Regions from separate parts of the Sus scrofa genome. Here all the other regions are linked to region 3. The links are chromatin contacts, called in public Hi-C maps. All regions are on one chromosome and are shown on one strand. Each heading gives the region's core, a stretch centred on a gene start, on an enhancer-like site or on the middle of the called end of the contact. The rest is flanking DNA. Distances are from core to core; before and after follow the strand shown. Region 1 holds the start of UEVLD (ubiquitin-conjugating enzyme E2 variant 3). Region 2 holds the start of LOC102165880 (60S ribosomal protein L4-like). Region 3 holds the start of LDHA (lactate dehydrogenase A).

Evidence for each region. A called contact is a pair of places that touch in the nucleus more often than the background predicts.
Region 1: a contact with region 3 is called in a Hi-C map of liver, with 4 times the contacts expected there. The contact joins the promoter of UEVLD here to the promoter of LDHA in region 3. A contact is called at or near these places in 4 of 47 Hi-C or Micro-C datasets (heart right ventricle, liver, skeletal muscle and 1 more) and 1 of 2 datasets of contacts at active chromatin or transcription factors (alveolar macrophages).
Region 2: a contact with region 3 is called in a Hi-C map of liver, with 2.0 times the contacts expected there. The contact joins the promoter of LOC102165880 here to the promoter of LDHA in region 3. A contact is called at or near these places in 2 of 47 Hi-C or Micro-C datasets (embryonic fibroblasts and liver) and 1 of 2 datasets of contacts at active chromatin or transcription factors (alveolar macrophages).

Annotation. Positions count from the first base shown.
Region 1 is chr2:40,615,649-40,618,445 of Sscrofa11.1, forward strand. UEVLD (ubiquitin-conjugating enzyme E2 variant 3) reads left to right here and starts at 1,438. Exons shown (of 12, transcript XR_002341551.1): 1 at 1,438-1,595. It overlaps LOC100523888 (a long non-coding RNA gene), which reads right to left and starts at 1,442. Exons shown (of 2, transcript XR_002341553.1): 1 at 1,198-1,442.
Region 2 is chr2:41,007,604-41,010,303 of Sscrofa11.1, forward strand. LOC102165880 (60S ribosomal protein L4-like) reads right to left here and starts at 1,390. Exons shown (of 1, transcript XM_013994507.2): 1 at 147-1,390. The coding sequence starts at 680. The coding sequence ends at 264.
Region 3 is chr2:40,823,891-40,826,590 of Sscrofa11.1, forward strand. It overlaps LDHA (lactate dehydrogenase A), which reads right to left and starts at 1,439. Exons shown (of 8, transcript NM_001172363.2): 1 at 1,357-1,439.

The DNA.
Region 1 (2,797 bases), core at 188-2,687, 210 kb before region 3:
AGGCCTCTTATCCTTCAAGCTTCTCGTCTCCTACCTGGTCTCCCAGCTTTGACTCTTGCCCCACCACACACACCGCAGTCTCTTCACAACACAGTAGTCAGACTTAGTCTTTTATAACTCAGTCAGATTGTGTCACTCCTCTGTTTAAAACCCTCCAGTGGCTTCCTCTTCTCTCAGGGCAAAAGCCTGAGAGAGAAAAAAAAGCAGCCTCTGACATCTGGAAACTGGACTGAGCCAGCTAGGTCTTAGGCTTGTTAGAAGCTGACCTGACCCTCACAGCCTGGCTCCTGTTGTCTCCTGCTGGATATAAACAATCTCTCAGAACACCAACATCAGGAAGGGTCACTCAGACCATGACAAAAATGAGACAAAACAAGGCCCCCAATGTCCTCTCTTGCTTTTTGCTGAAGGTGGTATTTATGGTGAGGGCTTCTGCCATTTCGGCCAGTTACTCAGTTCTCCTGGGTCTTTCCCAAGTATACAGTGTTATGAACTTTTGTTTAATTTTCTCTTGTTATTACCTCCTGTCAATTCCACTCTTAGATCAGCCAGAAGAACCCAGAAGAGTAGAGGAAAATTTCTTCCTCCCCAACAATATCTAGCAAATAGCCAAGGCTCAACAAAAGTTTGCTGAATTAGTAAGTGCTCCTTCCAGCCTTTCACTTTCTTCTCCTAATGGAGTCACAGCATTCCTATCTCTGGCTCTTCCTATAACTATAATCACCCTCCATCCCACCCAACCTCTCAGACAGTTAAAATAGCCAGCCCCTGGGGACTTTGTAGGCACACTGGCTCAAGCCAGGGATGCAAAGCAGGTAAGTAACTGACTCAAGGAGACCAAAGAAAGCCAGCAAATTGCATCTTTTTGTTTTTTCCTTCTCCAGACGACCTTATCCACCAATTTACTTTCTTTTGTTTTCAAACTCTTTTTGACAGCTGACTTTTTCCTCTGTCTGCCACCAACCTGGTTATGCTCCGCTCCCCCCTCCCCCGCAAAAGGCAACCCCTCCTGGCAATGCTGCATCACCCTCACTCAGCTGTCTTATCTCCCAGTTCTGACAAGACTCCTGCTGCCTCCGTCTTCCTTTCTAGCCCCCCGAAATTTTGCTTTTTAAGTTCCATTACCTCTTCCTTCCTAAATCCAACCACAATTTGGGGTCTTGATCTTTCTCCCTACTGCGCTGTATTTAACATCACCTTTTCGAAACTCTCCGAGAACAGTGCCAATAACTTCTACCTCCTTTCGTGCTCCTCCTTGGACTTCCTATTCCTCTCTTCACAGATGTCCCCAAGTTTCCTTTCCAGCAAGCTGGGTCGTGGTCCTCTCGGCGCTCACGCGTTTCTGACGGCGATCAGGGTGGAGCGGTGGTCAGACTCCAGGCGGAGCCTGGGCGAGCCTGGAGCATTGGACACAAGTGGACTTTCGAGTCTGGGAAGGGGCGGGGCCTTGGACCGGTCGGGAAGTTTGGTCCTCGGCGGCCGCCGTCCAGGGAAGGTGTGTAAGGAGATCGGGTGCTGGGGTGGCAGAACCGTCCTTGCGGTCCCGGCTGGACATGGAATTCGACAGCGAGGGTCTGAGACGACTACTTGGCAAGGTGCGGGCAGCTAGCCGGGCAGCGTCTGGGACCTCGGGGTCTGGGGTTGTTTCCACCCCTGGTCGCACCGCCTCCTCGCGGAGTTTGCTCGGCTTGTCACGGGGCGTAGAGCGGGGGTGGGCTGGTCTGGAACCGACGGCGGGGAATGGGCCCAAGGAGGCGGCGGGCCTCTCCCTCCCAAGGCCCGGCCTCTGGCTCCACCGGCAACTTCGAGATCCCCCCCGACCCCACCCTATCACTTGCTGTGCGGCGTTCTCACGCCACCAGCTTCTCTGCGTCTCAAACAGATTCCGGCTCTGCCCTGTTCCTTTTACCACGCCCTTCTGTTTGCTGAAATGGGCTGCCCCACCTTTTAAGACTCAACTCAGTTATTATTCAGTCCTTCCTCTACTTCCTTTCAGAAGTATAGATGATCACTTTGTGGAGTAACTGTTCGTTTGCAAATCTTGCTGGGGAGGTGGGGTAGGTGGGCGGGGGTGAACTTTTTGATGGCCGAGACCGTGCTGTAGTATTCCCTTCACTTAGCCCTGCGCCCGACTACGATGGTGGTGCTGAGTAACTGCAGTGAATGAAAGCTCTGTGTAGATTTAGGAATGAAGACAGGGCTTGAAGGCCCGGAAGAGATCCTCTTAACATTGAAATGTTGAGTGGGAGGGCCATTTTCCCTGTTAGATCAGGCTTTTAGTCCAGGCTCCCTGATTCCCCACCAGTGTACAGTCTGAGGTAACCACCTTTTTTTGCCTCCAGTTTCTTAGTTTAAATGGTTCATAATGCATTTTAAGACTTAGCCATGTGGAAACATTTATGCCATTTTTGTTGGGTTTGCTTATGTCTTTTTTTTTCCTTCCTTCCATCTTTCTTTCGTTCTTTCCTTTCCTTTCCTTTTTTCTTTCTTTCTTTCCTTTTCTTTTTTGCTTTTTTTAAGGGTATGGAAGTTCCCAGGCCAGGGATTGAATCTGAGCTGCAGTTGTGATCTACCCTCTGTGGCTACGCAGGATCCTTCAATCCACTGTGCCAGAAGGGGAGTGCATTTTTTTTAAGACATAAAATAGTTCTTTTTTTTTTCTCCAGATGTCAAAAAGGCAAATCACATATTTGACTGGTAGTGACATTTGTGTTTTCAAGCCCTAAGGAAGAGTGCTTTTGCCCTCTCTTGATAAACTTTTATAACAGTTTTACAGTTAAATCAGTTCTGGTATATA
Region 2 (2,700 bases), core at 140-2,639, 180 kb after region 3:
CTCAGTGGGTTAAGGGTCCAGCGTTGCTGTGAACTGTGAACTCTGACTGTAGGTCAAAGACGAGGCTCGGATCCTGCCTTGCTATGGCCGTGGTGTAGGCTGGTGGCTACAGCTCTGATTCAACTCCTAGCCTGGGAACCTCCATGTGCCACGGATGTGGCCCTTAAAAGAGAAGAAGGCAAAAAATAAAGTAAAATAATAACATAAAATAAGCTGTCCAAAATGATCTGACCTTTACGGAATACACCAATTTAAGTTTCGCGTCAGCCTTCTTTTTTTTCTGTGTTGGGTTTCTTTTCAGATGCTGGTTTCTTGGTCACTGCAACCTTTCTTTTTTCCCCCACCAAAGGCTTCTTACGGCCGACGGGCTTCAATCCTTTCTTTCCTACCAGAGGCTTCTTGCCTGGAACCCCCTTCTCATCTGATTTGGCCTCCAGTGCTGTGGCTGCCTTATCCATCAGGATTTTGTGGATCTTGGCCTGGTGCAGAATGGTGTTCTGGCATGTGGGCTTTGCATACAGGTTTAGCTTCAAATAATTCTCAGGGTTTTCAGTGGCTTCTTCCTCAGGACGCTGTGATGAATCTTCTTGCTTGGTGCTCAGGGGAGGGGGGGTGTCAGGGGGCAGGGCTCTTTGGCTCTCTGGGCTTTTCATGATTCTGCTAAGGTCTGTGTTGAGCATCTTGTGTGAGGAGCTTGTAGTTACTCTTGAGGGAGGCAACGTTACACTAAGTGCCACAGAGCTTGTCTAACATGCGGAAAGCACTTTCAGTCCAAAGGCAGAAATGTCCCACGTACCCACCAGGAGCAAGTTTCAAAATGTTCAGTTTGCTTACATTAAGTCAGGCAATTCCAGGGATGTTTCTGAAGGCCTTGATGATACCTTGTCCTCATTATAGACGATGCAGGGGTCCCTGTGCTCCATACGGCATCAGTTTCTCATCTGGTCTCTGCCAGCTCTCATTCACTGAGAGGTGTAAAACTTTTTGATATCATTCCTGGCCTCCAGTTTCTTCAGACGCAAAACAGCCTCCTTGGTCTTCTTGTAGTCTTCAACTTTATCTTCCACCACCAAAGGAAGTTCAAGAACTTCCTCAATACGATGAACTTCAGATATCGTAAGGCCAAGGCAGCCAAGGTAGAGCAGACGGCATATCTCTTCTGCATTGTGTTCACTCTGAGGTGCCAGTGTCGCCAGGTCTTGGTTGGCACAAACATGCGGCCCGCATGATACCTATTTCCAAAAGCACTCTGGCCAGCATGGTAATCCTGCCACCTCAAACCCTGGGAGTTTGAACCCCAGCTCTGCCAGTAGCCTAAGACTCAGCGCTGGTTTGATGACCTGCTAATTCACTGACAGTCTAGGGCTTCTGTTGTTTTTGCACAAGTTGGTGGGAACAAAGTTCACCATAGCTGGTCAAAAGGGAGCCTTGAACACGGAAGGCACAGTGCCATTTTTACGCAATGATCCCTCCTCTTCAGGGTACACTGATATCAGTGGGCAGGCCCACACTATGGCGAGGAGAGGAGAAGGCCACACTCCTCGAAACCCAGCTCCCACAGGAAAAGCTATTTTACACTTTTGGAAAGAGTTCGTTTAGACTTAGACATCGATCTTAATCTTACATCACTCTTGTGCATAAACAAAAAGGAAAGCATGCACAGAGTCAATCCTAAAGCAATGATAACCATTTCATGAGTGCTGCTTGGTCATCTGTGAATGCAAAACACATCCTAATTGTAGAAATTTATAATCAAGAAATCTATGCCTTTGGAGTTCCCGTTGCGATGCAGTGAAAATGAATCTGACTAGGAACCATGAGGTCGAGGATTTGATCCCTGGCCTTGCTCAGTGGGTTAAGGGTGTTGCCATGAGCTGTGGTGTAGGTCGCAGACGAGGCTCGAATCCTGCGTTGCTGTGGTTGTGGCTGTGGCTGTGGTGTAGGCCAGCAGATGTAGCTCTGATTTGACCCTTAGCCTGGGAGCCTCCTTATGCTGTGGGTGCGGCCCTAAAAAGAAAAAAAAAAATCTATGCCTTAGAAGAGATGAAATAGGATATTTCTATTTATTTATTTATTTATGGATATTTCAATTTAAACCTACATAGTTTTTCTCTCTCACACTATGTTTACTGAGAAGAAATAACAAGCTTTGAGCTATCATTAATCATAAAATCTAAAAAAATCTCAGAATATAAGCTTTGTCCTTGAAGCATGTGATAACCCTAAACTTGAGAAACACTGTAGGGTTTTCCTGCTCTATGAAAACATTGATTGTGAGACGTGGAATTTGTTCACGTACTATGATAAGCCTCGGGCAGTTGACTCGTGGCTGTATCCATCTAGACTTCTTTGTGTGTGTGTGTGTGAGTGTGTGTGTGTGTCTTTTTAGGGCCACACCCATGTCATAAGGAAGTTCCCAGGCTAGGGGTCGAATCACTGCTGCCCCTCCTCAGCTTGGGAGCTTATGGGACCCGGCCCTTCTTCCTGGATACCCTCTCTAGGACGTGGGGTACTTAGAAACACATTGTCCTCAGCTGTGGGTGACGGGAAAGAAGCATCACTCAACTGCCTGGTTTTCACACTTGGGTGCAAAGGGAGCTCTTTCACAATTCTCTAATTTCCCAGGTTCAATTTTTGAAATCTGTAATTACGAGAAAGATGATCCAGGTCCTCTCTGAGAACAGTGGGCTTAGTGTACAC
Region 3 (2,700 bases), core at 189-2,688:
CGTGAAGCACGGTTGGCAGCCTCCCCGGCCTGGCGCGCGGCCAAAGCCAGATTTTAAATCTTGATACCAGGAACCAAGGATTGTTAGTCAACCCTCACGGAGGCGCCTCGTTTGGCTTCTGCCGCGATCCTTGGTGCAAAGGCGTGAGGAACGGTATGAGGAAATTTTGTTAGTACCGGAAATGCAGCGATAGCTGCAGAGACCTGAAGACTGGAGCCCTCAAGTTAATAGATACTTGGTGGAACCCTGGATTTCCAGAGCCAGGGAGGGGAGCTTCGACTCTCCTAATCTAATTCTACATTGGATTCACTGGAGAAATTATCACAGATTGCATCGTGAAAGCACCAAGTCTAATCTTGACACCAGCCCAAAGAGCAAAAATATCTGAGAGGGTTTGCAGGCAGGCAGCCCAGAATCACCAAGCTAGAATTGAGTCTCTCCTTACAAATTGCTGCTATTTCTAGACAGCCTTGTAAGGTTTCTAAAGCCTGGCTGGGGGAAGGGAGTTCTTTCTGCAGACATCTCCAGGTTTCACCATAATCTGAGTCCTGGGCTCCAGTGCTCCCTTCCATGTGGGAATACGAGTCCGGGTGAAGCCCTGCAGAAAGAGGGCCTACCTCCCAAGTCGGCCACCCGCTCACTGTGACCTTAGAGATGCCCTAACCAGCCGTAGGTTCCCCCATTTGTCAAAAGGAGAAGAAGGTACGAGATGATCCTACTCTCAATATACTGAGAGGCGGGAGAGCTGGCTGATAATCACCCTTACTGCCTCTTCTTTGCATGCTCCATGTCTAGTGTAGCGCCCATACATCAGTAGCTTCTTTAAAAATGTAATTAACTCAAGAAACGCTCTATAATCTGCAGGCAGCAGCTGCCCTCAAGAAGCCCACCTCTTGAGAGTCCCACGGTTAAAATGCGACCAAAAGGGCACCCAGCAGCTTTCTGGCTTCCAGGAATCCACCCAAACACTGCTGAAGCTTTTTCGGCCCCGTGGACTCCAAGAACCGGACTTCGAGTTCTGTGCGGTTTGCCCATTTCGAGCCTAGAGGTATGCCCCACCCTTCAGACCTGTCGAATCCTGGTCCTTCCGCATCCACTCAGGCCTTCGACCCCAGATTAGATGCGGCCACCTCCTTGGTTCCCCAACCCACCCAGAGGCTACTGTGCCCATTTAGAGCCAAAGGAGGTTACCGCGGGTCCCAAGCCCATGCGTGGCGTGGGCCACCGCCCAGGTCTCTGGGAAGCAGAGCCAACACCTCGCGGGAGCAGGGACCCCTTCGTGGGCAGCGCGGCGACAGAGAAGCCCAAAGTTGTCGCTCTTCCCCTCGGGCGCCGTGCGCGCCGGGCGGGACGTACCGGGAGTGCACTTCGGGCGGGCGTGGGAGGCGCACAGTGTCGGATCCGGACTTGGCGGCAGCTGCTCCGGTACTCCGAGCGCGAAGCGGGAGGGGCCTTAAAAGCAACAGCGAGGTTGACGTCAAGGGGGAGCCGGGCGGACGTGCAAGAACCCACGTGTGGGTTGGGCTGGGGGCGGGCTCCGAGCCGGGCGGGGCAGTGGGGGGGGGCGGTGGCGCACGCAGCGGAAGGACCCATGTGCGCCCAGCTATGCAAAGGGCTGCCCAGACCCACGCTGCCTCCGGCCGCAGAAATCCAGGCTAGAGCCATCAGCCAGAGTCAAGCCAACCCTCATTTCCTCTTCCTTAAAATGTGGAAGTTACTCTCAAGGAAGGCTCGATCTGAATTTTTGCTGCTGTTGTCCAGTGTCCAGAACAGCTTCTAGCACATAATGGGCACTCGACAAATTTTTGTTGAAAGAAAGTGCCTAGCACAGCCTCAGTGTATTCCTCTTACCTAAGTTGAGTGATCTCCAAAACTTGACCCAGCTTGACCTCCTACTGCTAAAACTTCCAAGTCCCATAACTCAAAGGAAAGCCTCATCCTCTTGTCCGCACTCCCTACTGCCCCACCGGCCCAGCACCTTGTATCCCAGCCACACCCAAGAACTGCCTGGTTTTTTGTTTCTTGGTTTGTTTGTTTGTTTGTTTAAGCATATCATTATTTTTTTACCTTTGGGCGTTTGCTCATGCTGGTTCCAGGCCGGCCTTCCTTCTCCATCTCTTTTCAACTGGACCCATCTTCTGGTACTCCCCCCTCTCCCCCACCACATACACCCAGGGAGTTGGTATCTCCTTTCTCTCTGTTCCCACCACACTAGTCTGTACATCCTTCAGACGAGCTTGCCTTAGAGGTGTGGGTGTGTGGATCCGCTCTCCTACCTGCTGATGTGTCTCTTAAGAGCAAGAGTGAGTCTACTTACTTCCTGCACCTGGGGCACCAATTTAGCCGCCACTTCTGAGAAAAATCCAAAATCCCGGGCCCTTTGGTTTTGAAAGAACTCTAATCTCAACTGCAGAAAAGCAGCACATCTGGCACATCCTAATGGTTTTCCCATCACTCTGGGAGGCCCAGAAACCTAGGTTGTCTCCCCAAACACACAGCAGAGGGGCTGAGGGCCAGCTACAGGTCTCCAAGTTTCCTCGGGCAGGGCAGATTGCAACAATGTCTGTGGTTCCTCAGTCTTTGCAACAATGTCCTCATTTAGTCAGGGCTGGGTCTCTGCCTGCCCATCAAATGCAACCACAGATGCTGGGAAGAGGAGGGCAGAGAGCAGGCAAGTAGGAACCTTCACCAGGAGGGCTC